Regions from separate parts of the Gossypium hirsutum genome. Here region 1 is linked to region 2. A link is a contact called in public Hi-C data. All regions are on one chromosome and are shown on one strand. The core of a region is the stretch at or near the end of the contact, and the rest is flanking DNA. Distances in the headings are between cores, read along the strand shown.

What was found. A called contact is a pair of places that touch in the nucleus more often than the background predicts.
Region 1: a contact with region 2 is called in a Hi-C map of leaf, with 1.6 times the contacts expected there. The contact joins the promoter of LOC107918811 here to the promoter of LOC107918771 in region 2. A contact is called at or near these places in 2 of 34 Hi-C or Micro-C datasets (both in leaf).

The regions. Positions count from the first base shown.
Region 1 is chrD13:9,625,877-9,629,181 of Gossypium_hirsutum_v2.1, forward strand. It overlaps LOC107918811 (putative cyclin-D6-1), which reads right to left and starts at 1,731. Exons shown (of 5, transcript XM_016848398.2): 1 at 1,257-1,731; 2 at 1,106-1,186; 3 at 927-1,022; 4 at 521-853; 5 at 1-453. The coding sequence starts at 1,421. The coding sequence ends at 193.
Region 2 is chrD13:9,316,894-9,320,161 of Gossypium_hirsutum_v2.1, forward strand. LOC107918771 (scarecrow-like protein 32) reads left to right here and starts at 1,709. Exons shown (of 1, transcript XM_016848354.2): 1 at 1,709-3,268. The coding sequence starts at 1,962. The coding sequence ends at 3,266.

The DNA of each region.
Region 1 (3,305 bases), core at 481-2,980, 310 kb after region 2:
CCAACACACAAACAAAAGAAAAATCCAACCCTACACTTGAAATAGCTATGAAGTGAATTTGTCTTTGTGTTGATGATACCTTGAACAAACAAAAACTATAAAGGAAAGATGCTTGTTTCATAGCTTAGGGGTCACTCTCACTGATGGGCCATTCATTGATTAAATGCTTACTCATATGGTGTATCACCATCATCAACAGTGCTGGACCTGAGACAGGTGGGCCGTTTCATTGTTGGGGTAACCATTCATTTTCCTTCTCTTCATCTCTCTCTCCCTTCTCACACTCAGAGCTGCAGTAGTAATGGCGCTTCCATTTCCACTTTCTGAACATGAAAATTGCTGGTCAAGCACATTGACTGCCGTGTTCCAGCTGGAAGCCATGTCCATCATTGACCCTTCTTCTCTCTCCTTCCCTATCTTTTGCATCCATTTGTAGCATTTTAACAGGTTTTCCTGTACATATACCGAAACATTAAAATATAATACTTGGACTTTATTCTACTGCAATGTTCTCAAGTACCTTATGTACATATAAACAGCTGGAAATTGCTTTGTGATAGCAGGGGAATTGCAATGGGAACAGTTCATGGGAGGCAAAGAGAAATGCCGACGCTGCAATTATCGATGGCTTGAACTCTAAAAGCTTTGTTACAGTTTGAGCTTTGAAGATGATTTCAACAGCTCGGGCTTTGAGGGCTTGCCTTAATGCAGGGTCTTTGAGCTTCAAAAATGGAATGAAAAAGGAGATAAAAGAGAAAGGAGTAATTGAACGCATCCGCCATTTTAGTGCTCCCAATATTAAAAATTCCATCCTCTCTATTGTTCGTGCATCAAACATGAAACCTCCATCGCCCTACATTAATGCCATAGAAAACACATTAACCTAAAACCGGTCTTAGGTTGCTGGCCATGTTACAAATTTTTACCTGAAACTCGGCGAGAGAGAAATCTGTTCTGTTCATCTTGGCAGCCAAAGAGACGCAAGAGATAGCAATAAGTCGAAGAACCCATGTCTTATTTTGCTGCAGCGTCAAAGTTACAGCTCTGTGAACTGACTAAATGGTGTTTTAACTAATAGCAACGAACGAAGTTAAGAAGACATTACCGGTATGGGTTGGCTTGATAAGAACCGGTCGAGATAATTAACAGCAAGATACGATATAAAGGGGTGGAATTTGCAAGATAACTGAAACAAAAACCAAACTGAGATCACAAATGAAATAAACAAAGTAAGTGAGTGTTGGTCATTTACTTACCTGTGAGATTAAACAAATAGCTTCTTGTCTGAAACAAACATCAATATCTGTAGCTTTGAGTGTGGGCATATGATCGGATTCAAGCAAGAAGAGGGAAGGTATAGTATTAAAGTTGGTTAATGGGTTTTCAAGATTGAACTCCATTAGCTTAGTGGCGCACTGCATAGCTACTATCTATCTGTATCTGTACCTACATTTTACTAAGAGAAGTGGGACTTTATGCAATTGCAGAAGATAGAAATCTGGTACTATATAATTTAATGTAAAGGATGGATTATGACCTCATAATGTTATGCATTTCCCAAATTAATGAAAGGTGTAATTAATACCAGGTGGAGCTTCCAATCCATGCAGTATTTATTATGTACAAATTACAAAAAAAAAAAAAAGAACAGTGGCGAACTGGCCACCTCTGAATTGTGTTCCCCTTCTTGCACCAAACTGGTAACATTGCAGTGCCAGGTTATAAATCTTCAGGTAGACATATAATTAAATTGAACTTTTATATGAATATTACCAAAAAAACAAATTATATTCCAGATAAATTAAATTTCATTTTTTATATAAATATAGAAAATATCTATTTTATTTAATAAAAAATTTTGGCAGGCAGTAGGTACCCATAGTATAAGCTTTAATAGCAAATTAAAACTGAAGAATTTAGTTGAGATAAAAGTTCTGTATAATGATAAGTCACATTATATTTTTAAAGAAAAAATTCAAGTTAAGATAATATTATTAGTAAGAGTAACTACAAGACCTAAAACAGTTAATCTTTCCTTAATTTATTAAAATTTAAACTCAATCCAATAATTGAAAAAAATAAGCACTTTTGCTTTTCTTTTTCTTCCTCTCCTTTATATGCACATCAATATTATGGAACAATAATTATTCATTTACAAGTAATCAAATGTTAATAAGCTTATACACAAATTGAATGATTTGATTGTCGAAAAGGCTGAGAATTTTAAGGAGGGGGGATGAGAGGGAGAAATTGAAATGATAATAATGTGTATGGAGAAGCGACAATAAAGGGAAAAACACATGCACATGCACATGCAGTGGCATAATGAGTGCATGTTTCACGCCATACCACCAGGCAAATAACATCATCATACTATATGTTCTCAGCTTATATAAATTATAATAATACTGATCAGAATGTGACAATGCCCCATCAGCTGGTGGTCCATTTTTCAACATATTGTATTTGTGACAAAATCAAAAACCAATTTATAGTATTCAATCATGTTTCTTCGGAACAGGAGCCAGCCAAGGTATGATGAAGTCACTAATTTATGCTGATGTATCAATAAGTAATCAGATAGCAAGTTTTTTCTTTGTTTTGGATAATTAGACTAATTGGTTGATGGTAATCAGATAACTAGCTAGTTTCATATAAGAATGTATAACATATATACCCATAGAAATGAAATTAAGTCATCTTTCTAACTTGATTCCTTTTTATTTAAGAATTTGAGATTTTGATAATCCAAATTTAAGTCTTATCATACGTGAATAGTATGTATTGAGTTTATTCTAGTTTTAGTTCTAATTTATTATATGTGTATTATTTATTATTATACTTGTAAACTTCTTAAGGGGCATTTGGTTCGTCGAATCCTAGATTATGTTTGATAACAGGATTACGAGAATTTAATATTACGAGTGAAACGTAAGATTATATCTTATTTGGTTCATTTGACTGGGATATAAGATTTAGATGTTTTGTTAACAAAATGTGAGATTGTCTAGAAGCACATTTTACTCCATTGTCATTATTATAAAATTTGTTTTTTTAACAAGTTTAGTTCCTTTAATATTTTTTAGTCTTCGTTTCCATAAAATTATGATAATTTATTACAACTATAACTTTTTATTACAATTTATATATTAATAAGTAAATATATTGTGTTGAAATAAATTTATAAATCATAATTATAATAATTCATGAAAAGTGATTGTAACACCAACCATAATATATTATAGTTATAACCATAATTAATATATTAATAAATAAATTATTAAATAAAATATAATTATTATAAT
Region 2 (3,268 bases), core at 459-2,958:
AAGTTACTATCTACATGGATTTGCATATACATAATGTTTTATCAATTGGAATACTTTCTTGAATTGGGTTTTTATTGAAATTAAAGGATAAGAATTTTTAATTTTAATTATAATATTCAAAAGTTATTGAATTTCTCACTATTCCATTTACTAGTCCTGATTTCTTTGCATCATTTTTAAGCTATGTTTGTTCGTTGACAAAAAGTAGAGCTCTCAAAGTAGTAAAGTTTGCCAAAAAAAGAACCCTAGTAAATTGCTGACCATATTTTCACTTTAATTAGAAAAAGCAAAGGTTAGCCAGCTCCATTTCTTGATTCACTAAAACGTCATACATGAACCTGGATGTAGGGGAAACAAACAACATTAAATCAAAACTAAAGGTTCAAATTCACATCCATCCATCAACTCATTCTAAATTTGAATCATAAAACCTCGAATAAATTGAACCTCCTTGCAAATGTTTTAATTTTATTTTTTTAGTGTAGCCAAAGTATCCGTCATATCTATTTTACGGCCCGTTAAGATTAATATTTTCAGGGTTTAAGATTACTATACACAACACTTGGTGATATAATTTCACTTTTTAATCTTCTTAAGTATAAGCTTTTTAATTTAATCCTTTTTTAGTTGTGGTCAAAAGAGATATTTACATTTTTTTGCACCTCCAAAAACAATTAATTGTTCAATTAAATCATTTTACACTGTCTTTTTCATCTTTGGCCCCTCTTAATTTTTTTTAAAATTTTATCTCAACTCCAAAACATAATTCCTAACTTCATCCCTACTCGGAACAACCTACCTAAAATGACATGACCTGAAAAATTCGACCGACAAATTCAGATGATCTAAACTCAAAACGACCCATGAATTATCTAAATATTTTAAAATTCAAATTCACTCAAACCAAATTGGAAAAGCATAAGTAGGAACTGGATGATGAGTGACATTGTAGGGAAATAGTCATAAGTTAAGTTTGTCCCTGCGGGATGTGGGGAACTGGTCTAATTTGTCTTTACTTATGGCATCACGAGGCAGCACACTAGCAATCAAATTTTCATCACATTTACACATCCTGTTTTGTTGAACGATGGGAATGAAAGGTAGCCATCAATCGCTAAACTCTATGAAAAAAGTTTTAAAAAATAGAAGAAGAAAATTTAAATTCCAATTTAACTAAAAATAATAATTCTTGGGTTCGTCTTAATAATGGCATTTCAATGAGTACAAATTCGACAAAAAGAATGGCCGGCTAAGACAGCTTCCTTAACCTATTCTTTACCCTCTTTTATATATACAGCCAGTATGGTTAGTAGACAAGGGGAAGTGAAGACTGAAAGAGGCGAGGAATAATTAGCAATTGCACAAATTTGCTTATGAAAGCTTTGTCAACGCCAATATTCATTATTTTAATTCGATTTTTAAAAAAGTATCGCAACTTAATGTTGTAATTGTGGTATTATAAGATTTTAATAATAACGTTTTCCCATAAAAATATTAAATTCTGATTAAATTTAATATCGGATTTTATCCGACCCTAAATTAAAAATAAATCTCTTTTAATGTTATTTAAGAGATATAGAATTTCTTAGCATTCGAGTTAACATATATTTTGGTTGATGGAAGTTTTTGGTATTTTGGCTGCATGTATGTCTCATAAATAATCATTCAATATGGTCCTTCCCTAGCTATATATATAGGGTTTGCAAGTTCATCTTAACGCATTAAAAACACAAAGGGAATTTAGTGTAAATTTCCTTCTCCCAAGTTGAACACCCCATATCTGAAACCAGATAAAACCCTAGCTCTTCAATTTCCAACACCAGCCATACAAGTGTCAAACAAACGCAGATCGATTTCTTCCATGCATGTTGGTTCATGTTCCACAAAACCCTAATTAATTAACACCCTTTTTTAGCTTATTTAGTTCGTTACTTTTTTTTTTTCATAAAAAAATAAAACCCATGAAAACTGAGGTAAGAGGAAACGGTGGATCAGTTTCCCTTCAAAACCCTAGTCTTTTCAACACCCCACTGGATCCCATAACCGGAGCACTCAAAGGGTGCCTTGGTAGCCTCGATGGAGCATGCATAGAGAAGCTTCTACTTCACTGCGCCAGTGCCCTCGAGAACAACGACGTGACTTTGGCTCAGCAAGTCATGTGGGTGCTCAACAACGTCGCTTCCACCGTCGGCGACACCAACCAGAGGCTCACCGCTTGGTTCTTAAGAGCCCTCATCTCTAGAGCGTCTAGGGTTTGTCCCACGAGCATGAATTTCAACGGCGGGAGCATGTTCCAGAGGAGGCTAATGACTGTTACCGAGCTAGTCGGGTACGTTGATTTAATCCCTTGGCACCGTTTTGGGTTTTGTGCATCCAACGGTGCCATTTTTAAGGCGGTCGAAGGGTACGGCAAAGTTCACATATTGGATTTCAGCATCACTCATTGTATGCAGTGGCCGACCCTAATCGACGCCTTGGCTAAGAGGCCTGAAGGCCCACCGTCGCTCCGTATCACGGTGCCCTCTTGCAGGCCACAAGTTCCCCCTTTGCTCAACGTGTCGAAAGAGGAAGTGGGTCACCGTTTGGCCAATTTCGCTAAGTTTAGGGACGTGCCTTTTGAATTCCATGTCAAAGATGATGACCCTTGTTTGTCCAATGAAACGTTTGCTACTCAGTTTGAATCACTGTTGACTCAGTTGACTCGTTCCCAGCTAGACCTTAGGGATGATGAGGCTTTGGTGATAAACTGTCAAAATTGGCTACGGTATTTATCTGACGAAACAAAAGGGAATACCACCACCGTGCGAGATGCTTTCCTCGACGTGATTAAAGGCCTTAATCCTCGTATTATAGTTGTGGTCGACGAGGATTGTGATTTAAGCGCATCGAGCCTTAGTTCGAGGATCACAACATGCTTCAATTACCTTTGGATACCCTTTGATGCATTGGAGACTTTCTTGCCCAAAGATAGTCGCCAAAGGCTAGAATACGAATCCGATATCGGTCACAAGATTGAGAACATCGTGGGTTTCGAAGGGTTTCGAAGGACGGAGAGGCTAGAATCCGGTGTGAAATTATCGCAGAGGATTAACGATGCCGGATTCGTTAGCCTCCCGTTCTGCGAAGACACCATTAACGAAGTTAAGTCCCTGCTTGATGAACATGCTAGTGGATGGGGTATGAAAAGAGAGGAAGATATGTTGGTCCTCACATGGAAAGGTCACAACTCGGTTTTCGCCACAGCATGGACCGAGTTGGAGGATTGAAA